2 separate regions of the Gossypium hirsutum genome follow, and region 1 is linked to region 2. A link is a contact called in public Hi-C data. All regions are on one chromosome and are shown on one strand. The core of a region is the stretch at or near the end of the contact, and the rest is flanking DNA. Distances in the headings are between cores, read along the strand shown.

The links. A called contact is a pair of places that touch in the nucleus more often than the background predicts.
Region 1: a Hi-C map of leaf shows a contact between it and region 2, with 2.6 times the contacts expected there. The contact joins the promoter of LOC107952894 here to the enhancer-like site in region 2. A contact is called at or near these places in 5 of 34 Hi-C or Micro-C datasets (anther and leaf).

Annotation. Positions count from the first base shown.
Region 1 is chrA07:40,364,054-40,370,628 of Gossypium_hirsutum_v2.1, reverse strand. It overlaps LOC107952894 (protein CUP-SHAPED COTYLEDON 3), which reads right to left and starts at 4,208. Exons shown (of 3, transcript XM_016888096.2): 1 at 3,829-4,208; 2 at 1,311-1,576; 3 at 1-289. The coding sequence starts at 3,997.
Region 2 is chrA07:39,757,812-39,764,296 of Gossypium_hirsutum_v2.1, reverse strand. No RefSeq gene overlaps it. Among protein-coding and RNA genes, the nearest start is that of LOC121231904, 7.1 kb to the right of the region's middle. Within about 2 kb of position 4,541, at least 2 of the 9 cell types and tissues checked have an H3K27ac peak or open chromatin away from gene starts, as enhancers often do. A contact at or near this core is called in leaf, where this site is marked.

The DNA.
Region 1 (6,575 bases), core at 2,959-5,458, 610 kb before region 2:
CCCACAAGAACTCGTAATCATCTTCGACGACTTTGGAGCTAACTTCATTATTGTTGAGGCTATTATTATTGTTGTTGTACTTTAGCTGAGAAGATTGAAGCAAGTTCAGCAAGCTTTGGCCATAGTTGTGATGCGTGGGTGTGGTGGATAAAGAGCAGCTGATTTGTTGATAGCCGCCGCAAGCCATGCTTGTTTGAGTTGAGGTCTCGTACATCATATGGGGGCTCAATGCGTTGCTGTTTTCTCCTCCTTTGCTCTTGTTAAATACTCTACATAAAACCCAGTCTTCCTGCCATATAGAAAAAAAAGTTTGAAACATTTTAAGAGAATTATCATTGATTTCTTAATTATCTATAGTGCATGTCACTATACATGATCTTTTTTTATGCAACAGTCTCAAGAACACCTGTTTATCGAATTTGATATATTCTCTATCCACTTTACTTTATTCAAGAGACTCAAAAAGTTAAAAGAAAATTACTATATTAATTCCAATAAGGAGGTAGAATAAAAGCAAAATATTTGAAATATCTTACTAATTAGTGATATCTATTATTACACGTATTTCAAATTCGCATATAAAGAAGATTTAAGTTGGTAACACACGGTTATATAATATGAAAAATGTGAACATGCACGCACACATATATAATTTTCAAGAAAATGAGAACAAAGTTAAATTACTATTTTTGACCTAAATTTGATAGTTTTTCTCATGGTTTAAATTTTTTTTGTTCTAAGTTAAGTTTTGAACTTAACAGCTTCTGAACTTGAAAATTATTCTCATGTTAAAGCTTAAACTTTAGGGACTATCTTGGATAAAAATAATTTAAACTTTAGTATGAAAACAATTGTCAAGTTCAGAATTTAATTTGAATAAAAAATATATTCAAGTCCCAATATAAAAAAATTTATAAAATTGAAATTTTAAAAAAATGATTTAACTCTCTATATATATATCTAATTTTCAAGCAAATAATATTTTGGGTTGGAGATAAGCCTCAAAAATTGATCCCTCTGTTCTTCGTCGTCAATAATATAGCGTAAGTACTTGATTATGAAAACACAAGGAACAAAGTAAGTGGACAACTTGCAGATGCCCACTAGTTTTTGTTCAAGTTTCCTTGGAGAGAACACGAACACGATATTCTTATTCACATACAAATGCCGCTATTGTCAACCTCTCTTTTTCATCACTGCATTTCTCTCTCTCTCTCTCTCTCTCATAGTCGTTTTCGAAACAATGTCTTATAAACAGGAGTATGATGAGTATAGTTGAAAAGATGAGCAGCTAAGGAGGGGAAACTGACCTTAGGGGGCATATGTGGGGTCTCGAGCCGAAATTCATGCATGATCCAACCTGTTTTGATTCCATTGGGAGCTCGGTTCATGTAAAATACCAATGTCTTTCTCATCCCTACCACCTCTTGTGTTCTTGAGTCCATCACCATTCGATCCTTCCCCGTCGCCTTCCAGTACCCGGATGTTGTCGCTCGGTTCGTCCGGAACCCCGTCGCGTACTTTCTGTCACGGAAGCTGAAGAAATACCACTCGTTTGCGTTCAGCTTTGCCACCTCTTCATATTTCATTATATCCCATGCATATACAAAATATAAATATTTAATTTATTTCCTAGACCGTTAAGATTATATAAATATAGAGTTAGAATAGAATAAATTATCATCAACAAAGAAACAAAATTGGGTAATTTTATTTTGCTTGCATTCAATGAACATAAATATAATCTTTTCACTTTAATTACTAAATGAGTGTTGGTAAGTCTTTGTCACCTTAAGACTTATGTCTAAGAAAGCAAAGGATTTGCCTGCCATTACATGCTAAGGGGAAAATAAAAGCAAATCTTTACAAAATTATTGTATTCAAAACTTAAAAGTGGTGTTTTGGATGTGGGGAAGAAAAACTCACCCACAGTAATTAATTAATTGCTAGGAAACAAAGGAAAATTTTGTCTTATTATACTTGGAATATCCTAGATAATCACAAACTTTCAACTAAAATAACTAATAGTTTAGTGCAATCTTTTTGTATGACTTCATTAAATTTCTTAAAAATAAATACAATTTTTTTAGATTTATACATAAAAATATTTTCTATATTGTTCCATGTATTTTTTAAAAATCTTTTATCTTATTTTACAATCTTTGAAAGAAGCATATATTTTCACTTAACCCAAAAAAAACACCACGCGTCAATAAAGTAATTAAGTGCTAAAAGGAATTGAAGGAGACAAAAGGGAAAACGAGTGGCTTCTGTTTAGCTCACATGTTAGCCCAAAACTACACTCAACATTTAACAATTATGTTTTATGTAACTTTCTCTACTATGGTATGAATTGTGTTTTTTTCTTACATCCAAGCAACTAAAAACTAGCTTAGATGGCATGTTTGTTAGAAAAAATTCAAATGATTGTCAATTTGAAAGGATATAAAAGCCTAAAAATCTCTCTATTGAGTCAAATAGATATGGCCACCAATTTAGTCTATAAATATGTTACACTCTTAATAAAAAAAATTAAGTTTAAATTTTGAATATGATATCATTAAAGGAGAAGTCACAAATTCTAAAAAAAAAATTATTAACCGAAAAGTGAAGATAAAGATACTTTAATTATACTAAAAAAATACTATATATTCATAAAAAATTGACACTATTTAATATAAGTGCATGAAAGGAAAAGTAACCCCTTTGTTTACTTTTAGTGAATAGCCACCATGAAAACATGCAAATTTTAGGGTTTTTTTATGGCGTAGAGTTGGCAAAATTAATTTGTAGAGGATCTAGCTAGAAGATTTGATGCATTTCTAGGGGGCCGGGACTTCAATTTAGCAGACATATACATAAACTAGGCAGAATATTTTAATTATAACTTGTTCATGTAATTTTCACTTCAAAAACTAGTTGAAACTTGATCCCCCCCTTAAATCAACAAATACAATTTTTTAAAACCCTATTAAAGAGAGAGAGAGAGAGAATATTTAAAAATAATGGAAACCTGAAATCACCCACTTGTAATTGGTTTTTAAGGAATATATAATTATATATATCCATGACTTTTTAGGCTATAGTTAGTTAAATGTATATATATTGAAATCAAATCACAGGGCGTAAAATCTCTTCTTTTTTTCTAGTTCTTGCAATGTGACAAAAACAAAAGCCCAAACAAATGAGAGAGAAAAACAACAAACCTTACCTACATGACTAAATTAAATATTATTGGTGGATTCACATCCAAAGAAAAATTATTAGTACTTGATTTGGAGTTATATCACTAACAAAGTTGGCAAGATAAATATACTGCATGTATATGGACTTCTATATATGCATAATATGTATGTATGTATGTATGTTTGTGACAGTGTGAGTAATGTAATAAAATCCGTGTTTCGTTTCCCAATATTTCTCTCTCTCTCTCTCTCTCTCTCTCTCATTATCTCCTGTTACACGAAAACAAACGTGTTTAGTTTTGTCTGCTGTTTCAAATTAGTTCTAACGGCTAACATGGCAGATGGCCTGCGCTTTGAACCCTACAGGGAACAACTCAATAATTGTCTTTCCTTTCAGTCACAGACATGCTACAACATACTAACAACGGGAGCTAAGAGACCCTGCTCTAGTTTTGCTTCAACTTTAATTATCAACCAATGATTAATATTTTCTTTAAGTTAGCCAAAAGGTTGAATCCAGAGGAAGATATAGGATCACAGAAAACGGTGAAAGAATAAGATTCCAAAGCTAACCCCCTAAAAGGGGAAACCCTGGAAAGTAGAGATTATTGTATAAATGATATACTTAGGGGGAGAGAGATACCAGGAAGCTGCCATGGCTCACATGTATGCAAATCAATTTCCACCAACGTACCCTTCAAGACCTCCTCATTGGCAATCTTTTTGTAGAGATAATGACAGACCAATTCCTCATCACTGGGGTAAAACCTAAACCCAGGAGGCAGTGTAGCTCCAATGTCCCTCAGCCCCATTTGTATGTTGCTAACAAGGGAAAGGGTGATGGGAGAAATTAGAAAAGAGAAGTGTTTTTGTTTTTTAGAATTTTTCTTGATATATTTGGAGGGTGGGGGGTGAAAATTAGATGAGAGAATAAATTTAAGGTAGGAGATGGAATGCAAAAGAACTAAAAGAAGGCGTGGGATGATTTTCTTTGTTTTGGGACATGAAAATATTTTATGGGAGAGGAAGCTTTAAGTATTGGGTATATAAATATATAGCTATAGTTTAGGATAGGACAATTTAAGTGCCTTTTCCAATTAGAATTTCTTACAATATTCTAGCATGAAAGGGGCCATGCTTGTGTAACTAGTTAGTTATAATTGGGAAGTTTCAAGAAAAACCAAAGTTACAAGAAATCTTCTTTATTCATCTGAGGTGTTTATTAGGTTATGAGGAAGCAAAATATATACAATAATATCCAAAGCATGTTTTAGAGAAACACTCCAAAATACCCCTTTTTTTATCTATGTCATTTAATTAAATGGATATTTTTGTGTAATCTAATATCCCAAGATCAGAAAAATACTCTTGGGATACTCTACATATATTTATTACAAAACCTAGAGTATATCTGAAATTCAGTGATTACTTTATATATGGAAATCTATTTACTTTTTATCATCATTTACTTTTGTTTTCAAGACTATTCTAGTTTTTATGGTTCATAAGTTTCATTAACCTAGCTTTTCCATTTTTATCTGTTTATATACAGGGACCATATATATATGTACACTAAGAGTGAAATTAAGAATATATATTGTAGAATCAAATTATATACAGATTTAAACAAAAAATAAGTTGTTAAGCTAGATTATTAGTCCTATTTGATGCTTCAGTCCAAATAACTTTTTAAAAGTAGCTGAAAATGTACGAGCTAAATCAGATTAAGTAAAAAGTTAAGCGGTTCAGTATCTAAAAAACAAATATGCTTAGGGTTGCATATCTATATATATATTCCTTAATCTTCAAATATTATAAATTATGTTTGATGTTGCATATATCATAAAAATTATTTATAAGAAATAAAAATTATGTATCAGACTTTATCTTTCTCTTGTAATTCACCAAAAGAAAATGTATAAGATATTATTTTCAACCATGATGCAAGGGTAATTTAACAACTTAAAAAATTTAGTTGATACCAAATACAATTTTACAAATTTCTTTTAGTACATAAAAAGCACATATCGCTTAAGGAGATTTTTAAACTCTACAAGCAAATTGAGGGTGTGACAAGTATCACATTTTTTAAATATATTTATATATTTTTTACTATACTTGCCACACTCTAAATTTGTTCATTAAGTTTACCTAGCTTTACTTAGACCCATCCTTCCTCAAATTTTGATTGATTAAAAAAATATCTTAAAAATTTGAGAGTTCAAATCTTGTCTTCCTCTCAATAACATCCCTGGTTATATATATAATTTTATTATATGCTCATATTTAAAAAAAAAAAGTTGTAATATACTCCTGTATATATATGTATAATTGCTCAGCACATCCTGTATATATGTGTGCTATTCTTTGGTCCACTGGACACCGAATAAAAAGAAAAGGAAAAGAAAATGGGAGAATTTTTGCAGATTAATTATTGGATGGAAAGAAAACTGGTAGTTAGATAAGGCCTATATAAGTCGGACTTAAATCTCCAAATCGGTCAGATTTAATCTATAAACATATTTAGGCATGATTAATTAAAATATAGTAAGTTTTGATATATACGTGAGAATAATCATATTGAAGATATACGTGGGAATAAGAATTAATTGGTCTGGTTCGGGGGACCGTATATAATTCTGGATGAATACAAGAAAGGGCTCACAAAACTTGATGTCCCCGACCACGTGAACCATTTGATTGGTGTAAGCAAGAATAGAGACAGCAAAGCGAAACTATGATCATTAATAAATAAAAAAAAATTATTGCTGCAATTTTGTATAATTTGAAAAAACAAAATTAATGTTTAAATTTTGATCACATCAGTCAAAAATTTTGATGGCTGCTAAAGCAAAAACCCGGTGGGCCTGATGTCTTTTTCTTTCATATGGGGTCCACTAATGATATAACTAAAAAACAAAGTGTGAATTTATCTATTACATTTTTTCTAATAATATAATTATATACTATCCACAAAATTATTATTCCACAATCATTAATAGAATATTACATTTTCGTCTAGTTTAAAAACTCCACAAATTATGTAAGTTCTAAAACAAATAATAATTTTTAAAAAAATTAATATTTGGTATATTTATAGTGTACTTTTTCTTTATTTCACAAGCAACTTTAAAAATTTATCATATATATCTTTCTTTAAATATACATATTTTTAATATTTACTATACTCTTTATAGGATATTTGTCAATCCCTAATCCTACTTTTGGAGTCTAAAAACTCCAATTGATATTGTACCAAGTACTTTTCCTTTAAAATGTTTATAATTTTCTTAAGAAGTATCTATACTAGAATATTAGTATTCACAATACTATTTACATATACTGAGATATGATATATTGTATAAATTATGAGAGTGAGATGTATATTAC
Region 2 (6,485 bases), core at 3,292-5,791:
ACCTTAATTATAAGAAAATTTAATAAATTCAGTTTCAAAAGTTACACATTTATATAAATATTACAGGATAAATTTACTAAATTAATACTAAAATGACAAAATGTGTGAACTTTAAAGGTTAAAAATATTATTATACCAATCAAAATTATGTATAATTGATAGAAAATATTAACATCGTAATTTATTATTCTTAATTATTTACTTTTAAAATTAATAGACATTAAATTACTCTAAATTTTGTTAAGATGGACTAATTTGTTAAATTCAAAATTGAGAGATATGGGAAAGTTATTACCGTATTTATTAAGTTTTTTTGTAAAGGTCAAAGCCTGATACAATATCTTTTCCAGGAAATTTTGATTCCAATACTGTGGTTTTTACATAACAGCCTGGGAAAAATTAAATAGTAATTAGTTTGCTAATCAAATGAGTAGTGAAAGGAACATCAACAGTAGAATCGAAATACCTTATGTTGGGTTTCCACTATTCTGAAGGTAAAACATCTGGGTTCATGATAGTTTCTGCTTCATCGGTGCCTATGAAGGCAATTATAGTAATGGGTGTAATAATATTGCTTGTATTATTTTCTGATAAGTACTTCCTCTATGTTATTTTCCTTTCCAGAGGTAAAATAAAAAAAAAAGAAAAAAAGTATTAGTGACAAAATAAGTTTAATAATTTTGCAGGATTTGACACGTATGCGACTGAATTAATGGCGATGAATGCTTCATGTGTCGACAGCTGGATAATTCTATGGATAATATAATATGAAGAAGCAGCAGCAGCAATTGCAGAGAGAAATCGTGTGATTTATGATGATCAGAGTTAAAAGACGCCTGCCCTTTCTCTTTTTCTTCTTTCTTATTTTAATCTTTGGGGACCGCCACTGTTCTTCAATCACCACAAAAATGCAGACAACAATGGAAGAAAAAAAGACAGAATATTCCAATGCATAACTATAAACATGAAGAACTTTTCTTTGTTTGCTAATTATTTCAACCTTCAAAGACCCACTTGTCCAATATCATCAACCCTACCATTAACACCTTTGCTTTTACGTGGATCAGATTGGTCCCTCCCATCCTCGTATTATTTGCTTCTCAATAATCCATACTATTGCGATGTTTAAAAGAAATAAATAATAATAAAGTTTTTGCATTTAGTATTCGTTGTCGAAAAATATTTGTGTTGGGAAATCTGACATGTGTATTAACCTCCATTTCTTGATATATAGGAGGAGGACAGTACTATGAGATTCAACCGCTAGTAATAGTCTGCAGGATGCATACATACATATATGTCCGCGGTGTTTAAGCTAAGAAAGTAAAGATGTGAGAGTGATCTTCTTAATGTCTGTCAGCTCAAGATTCACATCCTAGGGCAAATAAAGCTGATTAACTTCCACTTAGAGTACGTATTCTAGCTAGAACTGGAAAAATATTAATTACATTGACTATTATATACAGATTAAGAAAAACATGTTTGAATCTTACATGTTAAGAGAGACAAAGAAGACGCGTGTCTTGTACCGCGTTGGTTGTTGAAAAAATCAAAATGACAAAATTAACAACGTTTTCACAGCCTTATATATCAATCAATCTCAGATTCTCTACATGTAAAATGGCCCACCATCTTCCATAATTAAAATTAATTTCTTAATACAAATAATGTGGTTTGATCTATTAAACCAATAACCTCTGCAGGTGTTTGATTGCACAATGGATTTAACTCTGGGATCCACACACTCATCACCCCCTAATCCAAAAGCCATGTTTCCCCATGTTTATCTTGGCAGGACCTACAATTAATCAATTACCCAACTTCTTGTCATGCAATTTATTTTCTTCTACTCAAGGCAATTACTTCCTTCAGAATCAAACTGTTGCTGATTAACCCTCCCCTTCATAGAATCTTTATAGAGTGATTTCAAGCATGGAAATAATTGAGGTATATCCCTGTTATTAACTCTCATTATTTAGTTTTAGCTCAAATTTGAGTAATAAAATTTAATTATAAAAATATATATTATTAATAGAATAATTTATTTATACTGGTGTAAAACTAAAAAAATACAAATGCAGTAGTGTGCCAGATTTGGCAGTGGCCTTGACTCTCCTTAAAATAGAAATTTTCACTTTTAGCCCATTTATAATTTAAACTCTTTTTTAAACTAATATACAGTAAAATTACATTTCAACCTTCAAAAATGATAAAATTTTAATTTAATCTTTTAAAAATTATAAAGATAAAAGTGATTAAAATGGTGAAATTACATTTTTTGCTATTGCATAAATATACAACTAAATTCCAGCACCTCTCAAAAAAAAATTGACTTCACTCCCATACGAAAAAGTATAAAACTACTTTAATTTTATATTAGTGTAAATTAATCGCTCTCCATTAATATTAATATATTTCATAATATTTTACATATATGGATAGTAAAATAGGCTTGAATGAGACTAAAATTAGATCACGATCCAACCCCACTAGAAGTAGATATACCCTTCATACCTTCTTTATATATTATTATATATCGAGTTTTTCTTATACATAGAAATAATCTTTCCCTTTATTATTGTGTGCAAATAGGAGGCACAGCACAAATCACAAAAGCTTCATACTCCAAAACGTAAAACATAATATTATGTATGTCCATACATACGTATCGCAATGTCGACTCCCAAACAGTCCAAGAATGGTCCCTCTGCACATAGAAAAAAGAATAAAACAATTTATGGAACACAAAGACAACAACATAAAAACAATACAGAATCTTTCTTAAATAAAAATTAAAAAGACTTATCCGCCTAACTACACTCTTGTCAGTCTAAGCCTTTTATTTGTTTTAACTAGAGCCATAGGTCAGAAAAATTATTTTTTAAAAGTTTATTCGGATCCTCTGATCAGTTTCTTTTCGTGTAATTGTAAATTAAAAGCAACAGGACATAAGACTTAATTATAATAATAAATATGTCACTATATATGAGGCATTTCCTAAATATTAAGAAACAGCAGAATTTTTTCCTTGTGTGACTATATTTGCATTTAAATAAGAGATTCGAAGATTGCAGATGATATTTATACTGCAATATACACTTTGAGTTCAGGGAGCTTTCAGAACTGCTGTTGTATTGTAATTTAGCACACTTTCTGACGGTGATGCCTTCCAAAATTGTCATCTAACCTCAAATAGAATATTATCCCTATATAGCCTTTCCTTTTATTTTTATTTACCATATTTCCACCAGGGCTTTCTGTATAATATTCATTGTACGCCATCGTGTGTGATTGATAAGATCAGTCAAAATGATTCTTGTTTCTTTTCGTCATCTTTGATATTCTTTTATAGGGATTTCTTTTTAATTTCATGTTGTATATTTAAAAAAAAGAAAAAAAAACTCCACAATTTATATCTAAATTTGAAATTACAGTATTTTATATTTTTAATCCCCTAAAAATATTTTAAAAAGCTTCACGGATGATTATATGTTATGTGGTCAAATAGAGTCCTAAGTTCATTGAACTATGTTTTGCCTAATTTAATTTGCTCCTAAAAAACCCAATAGGGCGTGAGAACTTTTGAAAGCATTACATAACCCAATCAACTTATTATTTCATATCAAGTTTATTTAATTAAAATGAAAATAAACTCTTATCAATCAAAAGTTAGGGAGGTTTAGAAATATTGGTAAAGATTAAAGCTTTAAATTCTTGAGTGCCTAAATTTAAATTTTATTATATATAATTGTAATGGAAAGATATCTAATTCTATCAAAATATTTTCGACGTATGTGAATTTTAGTCTAACAAATTAATTATAATCCAAATTCATTTTTTAGGTAATAAAAAAAATCATGAGAGACGGCTAACACCTTACTTTAATTAGTAGATATAAATTAATATAAAAGAAAAAAGAAAATATCATAAGAAAGGATACATGATTATATTCAAATATACATGAAAAATATTTAGTACAACATTGGTGTATTTTTTTCACTCCATAAATAAGGTTAAAGGGTAGATAAGTGTCTTAAAAATGTATATTATTTTCTAAAAAAAGATACACGTGTCAATTTTTTAAAAATACTTTTGAGATAAAAAAATATATACTATTAATTGACAAATGCTCACCAAATATTCATAACAAAAGTTATTGGAAAAAATATTATTACACTGTTAATGAAATTTTTAAACTTCACAAATAAGATTAAAATGATGATAAGTGTCCCATAAAATATGTTAAAGTATTAAATATATATATATATAAAGACATATAATAATTTTTTAATTTTATTTATGAAGTTAAAAAATATATATTGTTAATATATTAAATATTAATTCAAAATTATTACTATATCAAATATTAACTCAAAATTATTAATATATCAAAACTTAAATAAATAAGTTATACTTTAATTACGATTATGATGATGCACTAATAAAATACAAATAGCCAAATTCCACCGCTCAAGGGCTAAACCATGAGCTGTGATCCAGTGTGAGCTTGCAAGAAATGATGGTATTGGCTGGATATGGAGGAGATAGACATCAGCCCCATGGGCTGGGCTGGGTTGTTGTGCTTAGTGGTCAGCATTCAGATGATTGATAAATCCACGTGGATGAAAACTGCCAAGCCAATTACATTATTGTTTGGTTAAAATGTGTCTATGTATTGAAAGATTTAGGATTTAGTTTTTATATTTTTATTTTTAAGAATTTTATTTATTTATTTTTAAAATTTTAAAATTTAGATTTAATTATTAATATTGTTATTTTTTTTGGTCATTAAAATTTTAAAAAATATTTAATAATAATGTAACTAAAAAAATAATGTCATAACAAACCTAAAATTAAAAAATAATTTTAATAGTGTTAAAGTTGGACCTGAATTTTAAAATCTGAAAAAATAGAATGACTATATTTTAAGAAATAAAAGTATAGTGATTAAATTTTAAATTTACGAAGAATAAAAAAATTTAACGCATATTAACCTTACTGTTTTCCATGGTACGAAAGGGATCGACTTTTGGCCGGAAGTGGAAGAGGAAGCTGCCTGGATGCTAATTTAGTCATACTTTTGGTTAGGGCAGCTTAATTTCATATAATTCAAGCAATTCATGTCCAAACAAAATTTTAATTATTAAGTTCCCTTACATGGTTTTGGATAGAATTCCATCCAAATCATCCTACAATACAATAAAAAAGCAAATGAGTTCATACCACTACTAGAAGTGTTCTCAGATAAATGTATAAATAATCAATTGAGCAATGTCTTAATATAAGAAACCGGTTCCGAAGCTAGTAATAAACCAGCACACTTGTCCATATGCGTCAATGCTATCACCCTCACATTCAATTTACACATTAATATTTCTATAAACAGCATACTCGAGCACAGCTGATCCAAGATAGTAAAAAAAAGTACAATGCAATCAGATCAAATGCATTATACTGAAGAAATCTTAGGATTAAGTATAAACTAGATTCTGGCCAATATCACACGACATGCTTTTATTGTTGAAGCAAATTGTTAAGGCATGCATTAACGAACGCTATCCACCTATAAATGAAAAGGTATCATAGTCTAATATGATTAATGTCCTTGGAACAATTCTTATCTCATTTTAAGAGAAATCAATGCAAATATGACAAACTCCTAGTTATTAATGACCATAAAGTCTAAAACATCATGGACCCCAAAAGATAATCATTTAACAATTAATTTTCCTAATTATGAGGAGCGGGCAACAAGAATCCAGTCCTCCATATAAGCCTATAGAAGTCATATCACAAGACTCCAAAAGCTTGCAGGTCCTACTCTCTCTCTCTCTCTAGTTAGTGTGACAATACAAATTGATGTACCAATATCAGATGCACTAAACTCGGAAGATTTAATAGCAGTTCTCATAGATGGTGATACTTGCAAACTCAGTCAATGAGAAGAATTCACAGCTGTAGGGTAAGTAATGACAGAATAGAAGCATAAGTTTCTCTAAGATCAACTCCTTATCCAACATCTTCGATTTGTTGGTTTTTAGTCTAAGAAAGAAATCAAATGTGACTTGCTATTTTTATTATTGGTTTTCTAATACTCTTTTTACATTTAAAGTATACACTTTAAATAAGAATATTTACCAACTGCAATTTGATAAGTTGGCAAGTCTAGGCACATGAGATTACTTATTGATTGATTTCTATCTAATCAGCACCATTTATATTAACCTATCAAATTAAAGATAAATAAAATAATCTAATAGCTTTTCTAAACAAGTTAGCTTGTATCAAAAGCTTCGGGATAGTCCACAGCGTAATAGCTTGCATGTTGATTCACAAGACAACTTACGTCTTGTGTATTCGCGAGTCTTATGTATTCAAAAGACTACCTGCTATCAGGAAACTTATCTTCAAGCAATCTTATGTTGCTTACAACAACCATGATTCTGTCATAATATTGTTTGAACAGTTTCAGACTCCTTCATTTT